Regions from separate parts of the Zea mays genome. Here region 1 is linked to region 2. The links are chromatin contacts, called in public Hi-C maps. All regions are on one chromosome and are shown on one strand. Each heading gives the region's core, a stretch centred on a gene start, on an enhancer-like site or on the middle of the called end of the contact. The rest is flanking DNA. Distances are from core to core; before and after follow the strand shown. Region 1 holds the start of LOC100278052. Region 2 holds the start of LOC100281712.

Region 1 (5,256 bases), core at 2,617-5,116, 130 kb before region 2:
TCCTATGGAGTGTGACTGGAATAACAAGGTATTAACCTTTACTGATCAAGGGAAGAAGGTCAGGTTACAGGGTGGTGCTAGAGAAGTGCAGGAAGTGCGACAAGTATCTGTGTTGCAGCTGGAGAAATGGATGAAGGGAGAGGAAGTCTGGGTATTTGTGCTTTTAGAGCAGGTTTCAGAAGAAACAATTGGGAAAAATGATGCAGTTCTACAGGAGATTTTAAAGGAATTCGAAGATGTTTTTGCTGTGCCTTCGAAATTGCCTCCAATCAGACCTTATGATCATCACATTCCTCTGTTGCCAGGGTCTATTCCAGTAAACTCAAGGCCTTATTGATATTCTCCTGCTCACAAAACTGAGATTGAAAAGCAAATTACTGAACTGCTAGCAGCAGGGTTGATAGTCCCTAGTGTAAGTCCGTTTGCTTCTCCAGTTTTACTTGTGCAAAAAAAAGATGGCAGCTGGAGGTTCTGTATAGATTACAGGAAGTTAAATGGAATGACTATAAAGAACAGGTTTCCTATGCCTATGGTGGATGAGATCCTGGATGAATTAGCTGGTGCTCAGTATTTTACCAGTCTTGACATGACAGCAGGATATCATCAAATTCGAATGGGAACTGAGGATGAATACAAGACTGCTTTTAAAACACATCATGGCCATTATCAGTTTCGAGTGATGCCTTTTGGTCTCACTAATGCACCAGCTAGTTTCCAGTGTGCCATGAACTCAGTGTTGGAGACTTTTCTCAGAAAATTTGTTATGGTTTTCTTGGATGATATTCTCATTTACAGCCCTAGTTTGGAAGTGCATTATCAACATATTAGGATGGTGTTGGCCAAGCTGAGAGAGCACCAGTTTTTCTTAAAGATGAAGAAATGCTCCTTTGTGAAGCATGAACTCAAATATTTGGGTCATGTGATTTCAAGAGATGGGGTGGCCACAGATTCTAGTAAAACTGAAGCTATGTTGTCCTGGCCACAACCTAAGAATGTGACGGAGTTGAGGGGATTCTTAGGTTTAACAGGCTATTACAGGAAATTTGTGAAAGATTATGGTATTATTGCTCGACCTCTTACTAAGCTGTTGCAGAAACAACAGGTGTTTCAGTGGTCTGAAGATGCTCAGGTTGCTTTTCATAAGTTGAAACAGGCTATGGCTTCAACACCGGTTCTTGCTCTGCCCAGGTTTGATCTGCCTTTTACAGTCGAGACAGATGCATCAGATGTGGGTCTCGGAGCGGTGTTGATGCAACAGGGCAGACCCATTGCCTTTCTTAGTAAAGCTCTGGGAGAAAAGAACAAACATATTTCTATATATGAGAAGGAGTTTTTGGCTTTGATTATGGCTGTAGATAAGTGGAGGCAATATTTGCAGAGGGGTGCATTTGTGATTAAGACAGATCACAAATCTTTGACATTCTTGGGAGACCAGCAATTGCAGTCAGATCTTCAAAAGAAGGCTATGACCAAGTTAATGGGATTGCAATTTCAGATTGTATATAAAAAGGGGGCAGAAAATGTCGTTGCTGATGCATTGTCAAGGAGGAGTTCAGTATTGGACTTGGCTGCCATTTCTGAAGTGCAACCAGTTTGGGTACAGGAGGTGCTGAATTCTTATGCTACTGATGCTGAAGCTCAACAGTTGATAGCTCAATTGTTGGTGCGCGGTCCTGATGAGAATGGGTTTTCATTGTATCAAGGCATTATTCGTAAGGCAGGCAGGATTTGGATTGGTGCTAATTCTGCTCTGAGAACCAAGTTGGTGGCAGCTTTGCATGATAGTGCCATTGGTGGTCATTCTGGTACTCAGGCAACTTATCAACGGGTAAAGAAAGTGTTTTATTGGAGGGGATTAAAGGCAGATGTGGTCCAGTTTGTGCAACAGTGTGCAATTTGTCAAAAGGCCAAGAGTGAAAGAACTCATCCAGCTGGGTTATTACAACCTTTGCCGGTACCACAGGGTGTGTGGGAAGATGTGACTATGGATTTCATTGAAGGTTTGCCTAAGTCGGAAGGGTTTGATACAATATTAGTGGTGGTGGACAGATTTTCGAAATATAGCCATTTCTTTCCTTTGAAACATCCTTTTACTGCAAAGGGTGTTGCACAAGTCTTTCTGGACAATGTGGTTAAGCTACATGGAGTACCCAAATCGCTGGTATCTGACAGGGATAAAGTGTTCACTAGCAGTTTTTGGAAGAACCTGTTTCAGTTGATGGAGGTCAAGCTGTTGATGTCTACAGCCTATCACCCACAGACTGATGGCCAAAGTGAACGTGTGAACCAATGCTTGGAGATGTATCTCCGGTGTGCTGTCAATTCTCAGCCCACCAAATGGAAGAGTTGGTTGGCTCTCGCGGAGTATTGGTACAATACCACTTATCATGCTGTTTTGGGTTGTACACCATTCAGGGTGTTATATGGTTATGATGCTCCTATGCTAGCCCTTCCTAGACTCATCAATATTGAGGACCCGGATGTCACTACGTGGGTCAAGGAAAGGAGTGCTTTTTCTGCCATGTTGAAGGAACAGTTGGCTAGAGCACAGTTGCGTATGAAGCAATATGCTGATAAGGGCAGAACACCAAGAGAGTTTCAAGTAGGAGAATTGGTGCTGTTAAAACTTCAACCATATGCACAGAAGACAGTGGTGAATCGGCCTTGTCCTAAATTGTCTTTTAAGTTTTTTGGGCCTTACAAGATTATAGCTCGAGTTGGGGCAGTGGCATATAAGTTGGAATTGCCACCCGATGCTCATGTGCATCCAGTGTTTCATGTGTCTCAACTTAAGCCGTTTCACCCGTGTTATTCTCCAGTTTACACTGAACTTCCTCTCTTGGTTGATCTGTCCCAAGGGGATGTTGAGCCTGACCAAATTCTGAATCGAAGGATGGTACGTAAAGGAAACAATGCTATTGTCCAGGTGCTGGTCAAATGGACAGGTCTTCCAGCAGATGCGGCTACCTGGGAAGACTATGAAGTGGTGAAAGTAAGGTTTCCTACAGCGCACGCTTGGGGACAAGCGTCTTTTGACGCTGGGGGAGATGTGATGACCCAAGGTGGCGGTGCTTAGGCACAGGTATGGAGTATTAGTGGGTCTTTCGTGTATTAGGGTTTGGGCCATAATAGGGCCGTATTAATCTTCTTTGGGCTGTAATAAGTGATTAGCCAAGTCATTAGTCGTTCTGTTAGTTGGATTTCAGATCTATAAATACTGTAACTGGTTGATTGAGATGAGAGAGAAAAAGAGATAACCGAAATCCAACTCACCAGTGTCCTTGGCTTCTTTCTCTTCGCTGGTCTGCTACCGACTCACGCCCGGCGAACCCTAGCCGCGGCCACGGGTCATCACAGAGAGAGAGAGAGAGAGAGAGAGAGAGAGAGCCCCGATAGGGCAGGGATGGCAGAGAAATTACTCCATTCTCCCCCCAGCCCAGAGGAATTAAGCCTGATTCCCACCTATCTAGACAAGCCCTAAGGAAAAACTACACATAATTGCAAGAGGAAAGCCTAATTCACACCCATCCATAGAGAATTGCATCCAGATCATCATGCCTCCTGATTACAGCCGAGAGGGAGGGGGAAAGGGAACGAACCATCTGGGAGGCGAAGGAGCGAGAGGCCGCCGCTCGTGAAGGGAGGACCCTCAGCTTGCCGGCGAGAGCTCGCAGCGCCATGGCAACGACGGATCGGCCGGATCTGGGGGAGGAGGCGCGGGGGGCGAGGCGTACGCGTTGGCTAGGGTTTGCCTTCGTCTGCCTTCTTTCTTGGCGAGGGGGATGATGTTTTTGGCTTTGCTCCTGAACGGAGAGGTGCCCGTAGGGCTCAGCTACAGCAGCAGAGGGAGGGAGGGAGGGGGCAGGTCGGCCAGCGGAGGAGAGAGAGAGTGGCAGGCACGTCTCGTTTTCTCACAATTTCACCGACCCGGCCAACGTACCCGACACGCCCTGATCCGCCGTATTCGGAAGCTCCGGATCAAAGGCTGCCTCCTCCTCCCGTGCAATGCACACTTTCACTAGGGGCAACTTGCAATGCATACGGGTGTACGGGAACAAGGCGCGGGATTTATCTCTAGCAGACTCCCTGTTCCACTCCCTTTATCACCACCTATTTCAAACTCTACTCTGCAAACAGTGTAATTCAGTGGCGGAGCTCTATAAAATTAAAGCCCCGGGCCACTATAAAACTTGAAGGTTACTTTAAAGAACCCCTAATATAATGTACGGCTAAATACCGCTAAAACAAAATATATCACAAACACAGACTAAGATAGTATTTACTTCAATTTAGCATCTAAAAATACAATAAACTTGATAAAAAATATAAAAGTACCTAATTAGAGACGATTTGGTCCTTCCCCGCCTCTAATAGCTTTTTCTTAGATCTAGACAAGAAATGCATTTCAATAATTGAGTAGATCTTTCAATAAAACGAATTTTTAATTCCACAATAACTTGATCATACACAACAATAAAGATCTCATTTTTGAAATGATGATAGTAAGTCACTAACTGACCTCCATGTCCCCTTGAGCGACCTCGAACAGTAATTGTATCATCCATCTTTGGTACAATAATTTTATGTTGATTATAAAAGGTCTTTACCTTCTCAAACAATTCCTCCCATCCATTATGTCAATCTACCATCACAGAAACATTTAACAATCTAGTATCTAGCTCGTTGTTCACTAGTAACAAAAAAAAAGAAACTAAGAAAATGAGAAGATGCTTACAGTTAGTAGGACTGTTGGAGATTTGAAGGCTTGGAGCAGTGGATGGAAATCAAACGTAACGGAGAATTGGAAATTGGAGGGAGCCAGGGAGGTCGACTGCCACTGGACGTGGCTGAGCCGTCGAGGGGCGAGCGGCGCCCGACGCTGCCCCTGGCCGGTTGGCTAGCTGGCCCGCCTGGCCGGACCTCGGGACCTGCACGCTGGACCGGACGTGCGGACGACCGGATGGGTCACAGCATCATGGGCGTTCGGCGGACCGCGGAGGCGCCGGGCGCGGACGATGCACGACAGCACGGACGCTGGAGGGCGAACGGCGGACGGGACGGACGGACAACGAACGGACGCAGGAGGGCGGACGATGGACACCGGAGGTCGCAGCCAGAGCCAAGCCTTGGAGGCGGCGCCGTCAGCCGCGCGGATGCACAGCGCATCGGCTGGGAAGCATGCCTTGTGTTAGGCCCGTTTAGATTTCTTTTGGGCCAAAACTCTATACATATATAAAATTGTTTCTGGGCTACGAC
Region 2 (5,129 bases), core at 1,838-4,337:
TTGGACCTTAAGCAGTTGTTTTGTATTGATTATTAAGACCTAAAGTGCCTATTTTGTTATTGATATTTCCGATCTTAAGTGGTTAGTTTATACTGCTACTATATTGTTGATGCCCACAGATGGGCAAAGGGAAGGATAAGGTTGACGGTGACAACTGTACTCGTGAGAGGACCATTCTATGGGATGAGGATCAAACAAAGTTCATGCTTGGTTGGTACATGGACTTCATAAAGGATCAACATGCCGGTTTTAAGGTTAAAAAACAGCACCACTTTAAGTGTGCAGAATCATTGAATAGACAATTCAATATGGGGGTAACAGCAACTCAAGTGGAGAGACATTTTAGGCATTACAAAGAAAATTGGAAGTTCATTGCAACAACCTTAAACAAGAGTGGTAACACTTTTGACACAACAAGGTCTATGGTAATCATATCAGAATCAGAGAAGGAAAAACTAAAGGTATTCTGTTTTTCTATTTTAATTTTATTTTCACAGCATGGTCCATGAATATTACTAACAAACATATAACCGGATGCAGGATAGAGCAAGGAGGCTCCTTTCAAAGCCCATCAAATTCTTCAATGAAATGCAGGAGCTATTCCTTGACAGTAGTGCTGATGGATCTCTTGCCATGGATGCTACTACTTGCCTAAATGAAAGTCAACCTGTCGATGATAATGATAATGATGATGACATATGCAATGATGTCTCCAACTATGGTCAACCTGAGGATGACCTAGGTGATGACTCTGACACTTTACCATCTCCTAAAATTCCATCTCAAGTTATCGATCAGAGCTCATCTAGCTCTGGAATCAAGCGTCCAAGAGGAGATGCCATACCAGTCAAAAGAGATGTGAGACCACGGAGCCGCATGGCAAAGATAGGAGATGAAATCAACACTACTTTGATGGATCTTCGGAACGAACTTAAACAACCACCACCTCCACCTATTATACCTTCTTTGAACTCTGATGCCGAATTATGGCAAAGGCTTGAAAAAATGACATTGACTACTGATCAAAAACTGATAGTTGGGACATTTCTAGCATCAAAGGATTAAAAGGGCATGCGTGGTTTCTTATCCGCTTCAGCTGAAACAACATTTCAGTCATGGGTATTCAAGTTTTTGAGTGATTCAACACTACTGTGAAGTGATTAGGTGATTCACATATCATTAGTTTTATTGTTTCAACTTGTACTTAGCTGATATGTTTTGCACTTGTTTTAGGCTCAACCAGGTACTCTTTTGTGGATGGAAGGGTGGTGTTGTTGGCTGGCTGTTTTGGTGTGAATTCCTTAGGTGGTTGCCTGTTATTTTGCTCAGTGGCCAGGTGATGTTTATGGCGGTGGTGATGCCTCATTCTTTTGCACGTCTTCTAAGCTGATCAATAAGGCTTAAGGAGATGGATGGTGCTGCTCATAGCTGAATGTTTAGCACCATTATATATACATATTTGTGTGTGTATTGTAATAGCAACTACCTCAGACTGTTTCGAATCTATTTTAGACCTATTAATCAGCTGTAATGAACATGTTGTGGAGCTATTATGAACTGATTATTAGCTTATCATGCGCATGTGATTATAGTGGTGTAAGTTTTTTATATTCTTATATATGTGTTCATGTGATGCACATGTTTAGTTTATGTGGCGTGAATGGAGTTTTGGTGAACAACCAAACAGCTGCCACATATTGACATGTATGCCTAAGTTTAGGCGTGGCAATAATCCAAACAAGTGCCACAGTTTTTAAAGTCAAGCCTAATCTTAGGCGAACACATGAACCAAACACAAGCTAAGCTAAGGCAGATTAGGCAAGCCACAAATGTGGCAGCTAACTAAGGTTAGGCGTGGCATCCTAGGCATAGAACCAAACATGCCCGTATTCCGCCCAGAAGACGTGCGACGAGAATGCGCCGTCGGTCTCAGTCAGACGGAAATCTGGATTCGCCGCCAATCCAGACCCACGGCCTGGGAATCCTACATGTGCTTGCAAATGATGGTGCGCTCCGGTTCGGCAGCGGGAGCGTACGTACGGCGACAACGTGGTGGAATGCGGAACAGATGGCGCACCATCGGTCGGTCGGTCGTTTTGTTCTCGTGTCTGTGCTCCAGACGATCCGAAGAACGCCGCAGCCGTAGCCGCTGCCAACCGCATTGGTGTGTTTGGATAGAGGGACGAGTAAGACTGTCTGCAACGGTTACCCCTAAATTTTTCCCCCTATATCACTTTTTTACATCACATCATCAACATTTCATCCCCTACTTTTTTATCTCCCGCAGCGGTTCCCCCTATATTCTCCCCCTATACCCCACTACAACTGTAAAATATCATTTCCTATACCTACTTTTCATTTACTATCAATTTTTCTCTATCTAATAAATACTCACGTGTTACAAAAATACGCAAGAGGAGTCGTTAGCGTTACCCTGCATCTGGCGGTTCACTGTGCATTGCGCTTGTACTGTAGCAGCGGTAGCGGTGAGCGCTGCAGCGTGTAGCGTTGCTCTGCACACGCTAAACGAAGGGGAGAGGGCGTGTGGCGGGATGCGCTGCGCATAGCCTAAGGACGAAGAGGGATGGGATGAGATCATTTTAACTTGATCCGGTTTGGAGATCTAGAGTCAGGGTAAAGAAAATTCTTAAAAATGGTGGATGAGGTCCTCCCTCAAAAAAATAAGGGACGAGGTCAGTCCAAGATTGATTCCATCCCATCTCGGTTTGACACCGAACCTCAGCGCGGTACCGCCGGAGCACTGATCACCTCACGCCGCCATGCGTTTCATCTGCTGTGAACTCCTGTGAGCAGTAACCACTTTTGTAGCTCAATTACTACTGAGTCATGACTGACAGGGCTCACAGGACGGTAATAAAAAGCAGTGAAGGGAATGACCATTTTTTAAGACGGCGCAGTGCACGGAAGCGTGTTTTCCTGTCAGCGCACACCCTGCCAAAACATTCCGTCCCTTTCTGAGGCCACCGTCACCCGCCCAACTCGGGTGTCCTTTTCGCGCGTCGCACCAGACTGATCGGCACTGCTCCTCGCCGCGCCGCGCGGGCAGGCGCTGCCCATTGCCAAATTCCCAGGGGCCATCGCCCATCCCCTTCCCCACCAGGCCAGAGGCCACCGCTTGCCCTTTCTTCCCTGCCGGCTGCCGCGCTCCTAATAATTGCATCGCCGCCCCATGTCCGCCCTGCTTATTCTTGTGGCTAGCCTCGCTGCTTAGTGCTTATATCACCATTCACCAGCTAGCTTCTCACCACCGCCACCGCCACCGCCGGCTCCTGCTGCCACCGCCCGCTGGCTGGCTTAGCGCGTAGGCTGTGACTGACTGACTGACTGACTGCGAGACCACAGCACCGGAGGACGCCCGCGCGCGCGAACCGCAGCGCAGAGGCAGGGGAACCTTGTCCGCGGCTCGGCCGGCATGAAGCTCCCGCTGCTGCGTCCGCTGTGGCCGGGCCTGGGGCCTGCGGCGGCGGGGCCGCCCGACGCGGCGCCGGAGCCGGCCAAGCCCTCGCTGCCGGCCACGTGGCTGCTGCTGCACGCGCTCTTCTGCGCCACATCCATGGCCGTCGGCTTCCGCTTCTCCCGCCTCATCGTCTTCCTCCTCTTCCTGCCCACCCCGCCCATCAACCCCGCCGCGCACCTCGTCTCGCTCGTGTCCTCGCCCGCCGTGGCGCTCGCGGGGGCCAACGCCACGGCCACGATCACCACGACCACCACCACCACCACCACCGTCACCACCACCACCACCACCGTGGCCGCCGACATCGGCGGCGCCCACCCGCACCACCACCACCACCGCCACGGCCCCGTCTTCGTCGGCCGCCACCCGATCCGCGTCCGCGCCTGGCCCCACCCGGACCCCAGCGAGCTCCTCAAGGCGCACCGCATCCTCGCCGCCGTCCAGAACGCGCAGCGCAGCACCAAGCGCCGCGGCGCGGGACCCGCGAGGCCCGTCATCGCCGTCACCCCGACCACCACCTCCGCGCTCCAGGTGCCGTCGCTCACGTCTCTGGCGCATACCCTCCGCCTCGTTGACGCCCAGCTCGTGTGGATCGTCGTCGAGCCGGGCAACCGCACAGACGCCGTCGCCGCGGTGCTCTCCCGCTCCAACCTCGACTTCCTCCACATCACCGGTCCTGGCGACTCCACCGCGAGCCTGCGAATCCACGCCCTCAGGTCCGTACGCAAGCTCCAACCGCGAGATGGGAGGGGTCTCATCTCACGCACGCGGCGCCTCCCTCTCCGCTCATCATCTCTCGCTCATTGATAATGCAACAGGGAGATTCGGACGAAGCGGATGGACGGCATCGTGGTGTTCGCCGACGAGAACAGCATCCTCCGCACCGAGCTGTTCGACGAGGCGCAGAAGGTGACCACCGTGGGCGCCGTGCCCGTCGGCATCCTGGGCGAGGACGACGGCGCCAGCGAGTCCTTCCTACAGGCGCCGTCGTGCGACGCGGAAGGGAATCTGGTGGGCTACCGCGTCTCGGAGGAGACCGTGCTGCCGGCGAACCGGAGCGACATGCTGATGGCCAGCAGGCTGGAGTGGTCCGGCTTCGTGGTGAACGCGCGGGCGCTGTGGGAGGACGCCAAGGAGCGGCCGGTGTGGGTGCGCGATCTCGACGACGCCGACCCCCGCGCCGCCAGCCCCCTCGCGCTCGTCACCGACGCTGGCCGCGTCGAGCCGCTCGCCAGCTGCGTCCAGGCGGCTCTCGCGTGGTCCTCGCTGCGTTCCGACAGTATCCACGAGGTCAAATTCCCACACGAGTAAGTTCGCCGAACACCTCGCCTGCTACTTTGCAATTTCAACTTTACAAATTGCCAACAGGTACTTTGGAACTATTATAGCCAATTTGCATAACATGGCCACAATTCCACAAACAGTACTCTTAGCACTGTCACAGAATACTCGTTGTGTACAGACTGCAGACTGCGAGCTGTGAGCTGTGACACCCCGCCGGTGGTTGCCGTTTTCATGAACAGAGTTGGTGTCGTTGGTTCCTGTTCCTTTCGTCTTCGTCTCGTAGCATGCCGCCTTGTGTTATAAATTAGTGATCCCTAAATACAGCCATGATATTAGGACTAGGACGCATCCTTTTAATATAAGCAGAGTA

The links. Hi-C and Micro-C count contacts between places; a contact is called where the count stands out from the background.
Region 1: a Hi-C map of endosperm shows a contact between it and region 2, with 3 times the contacts expected there. The contact joins the promoter of LOC100278052 here to the promoter of LOC100281712 in region 2. A contact is called at or near these places in 4 of 25 Hi-C or Micro-C datasets (bundle sheath, endosperm, leaf and 1 more).

The regions. Positions count from the first base shown.
Region 1 is chr10:147,844,563-147,849,818 of Zm-B73-REFERENCE-NAM-5.0, reverse strand. It overlaps LOC100278052, which reads right to left and starts at 3,866. Exons shown (of 4, transcript NM_001151456.2): 1 at 3,600-3,866. The coding sequence starts at 3,680.
Region 2 is chr10:147,714,635-147,719,763 of Zm-B73-REFERENCE-NAM-5.0, reverse strand. It overlaps LOC100281712, which reads left to right and starts at 3,087. Exons shown (of 3, transcript NM_001368084.1): 1 at 3,087-4,191; 2 at 4,294-4,782. The coding sequence starts at 3,434. LOC103642129 reads left to right here. Exons shown (of 3, transcript XR_002265623.1): 1 at 1-461; 2 at 541-1,164; 3 at 1,234-1,610.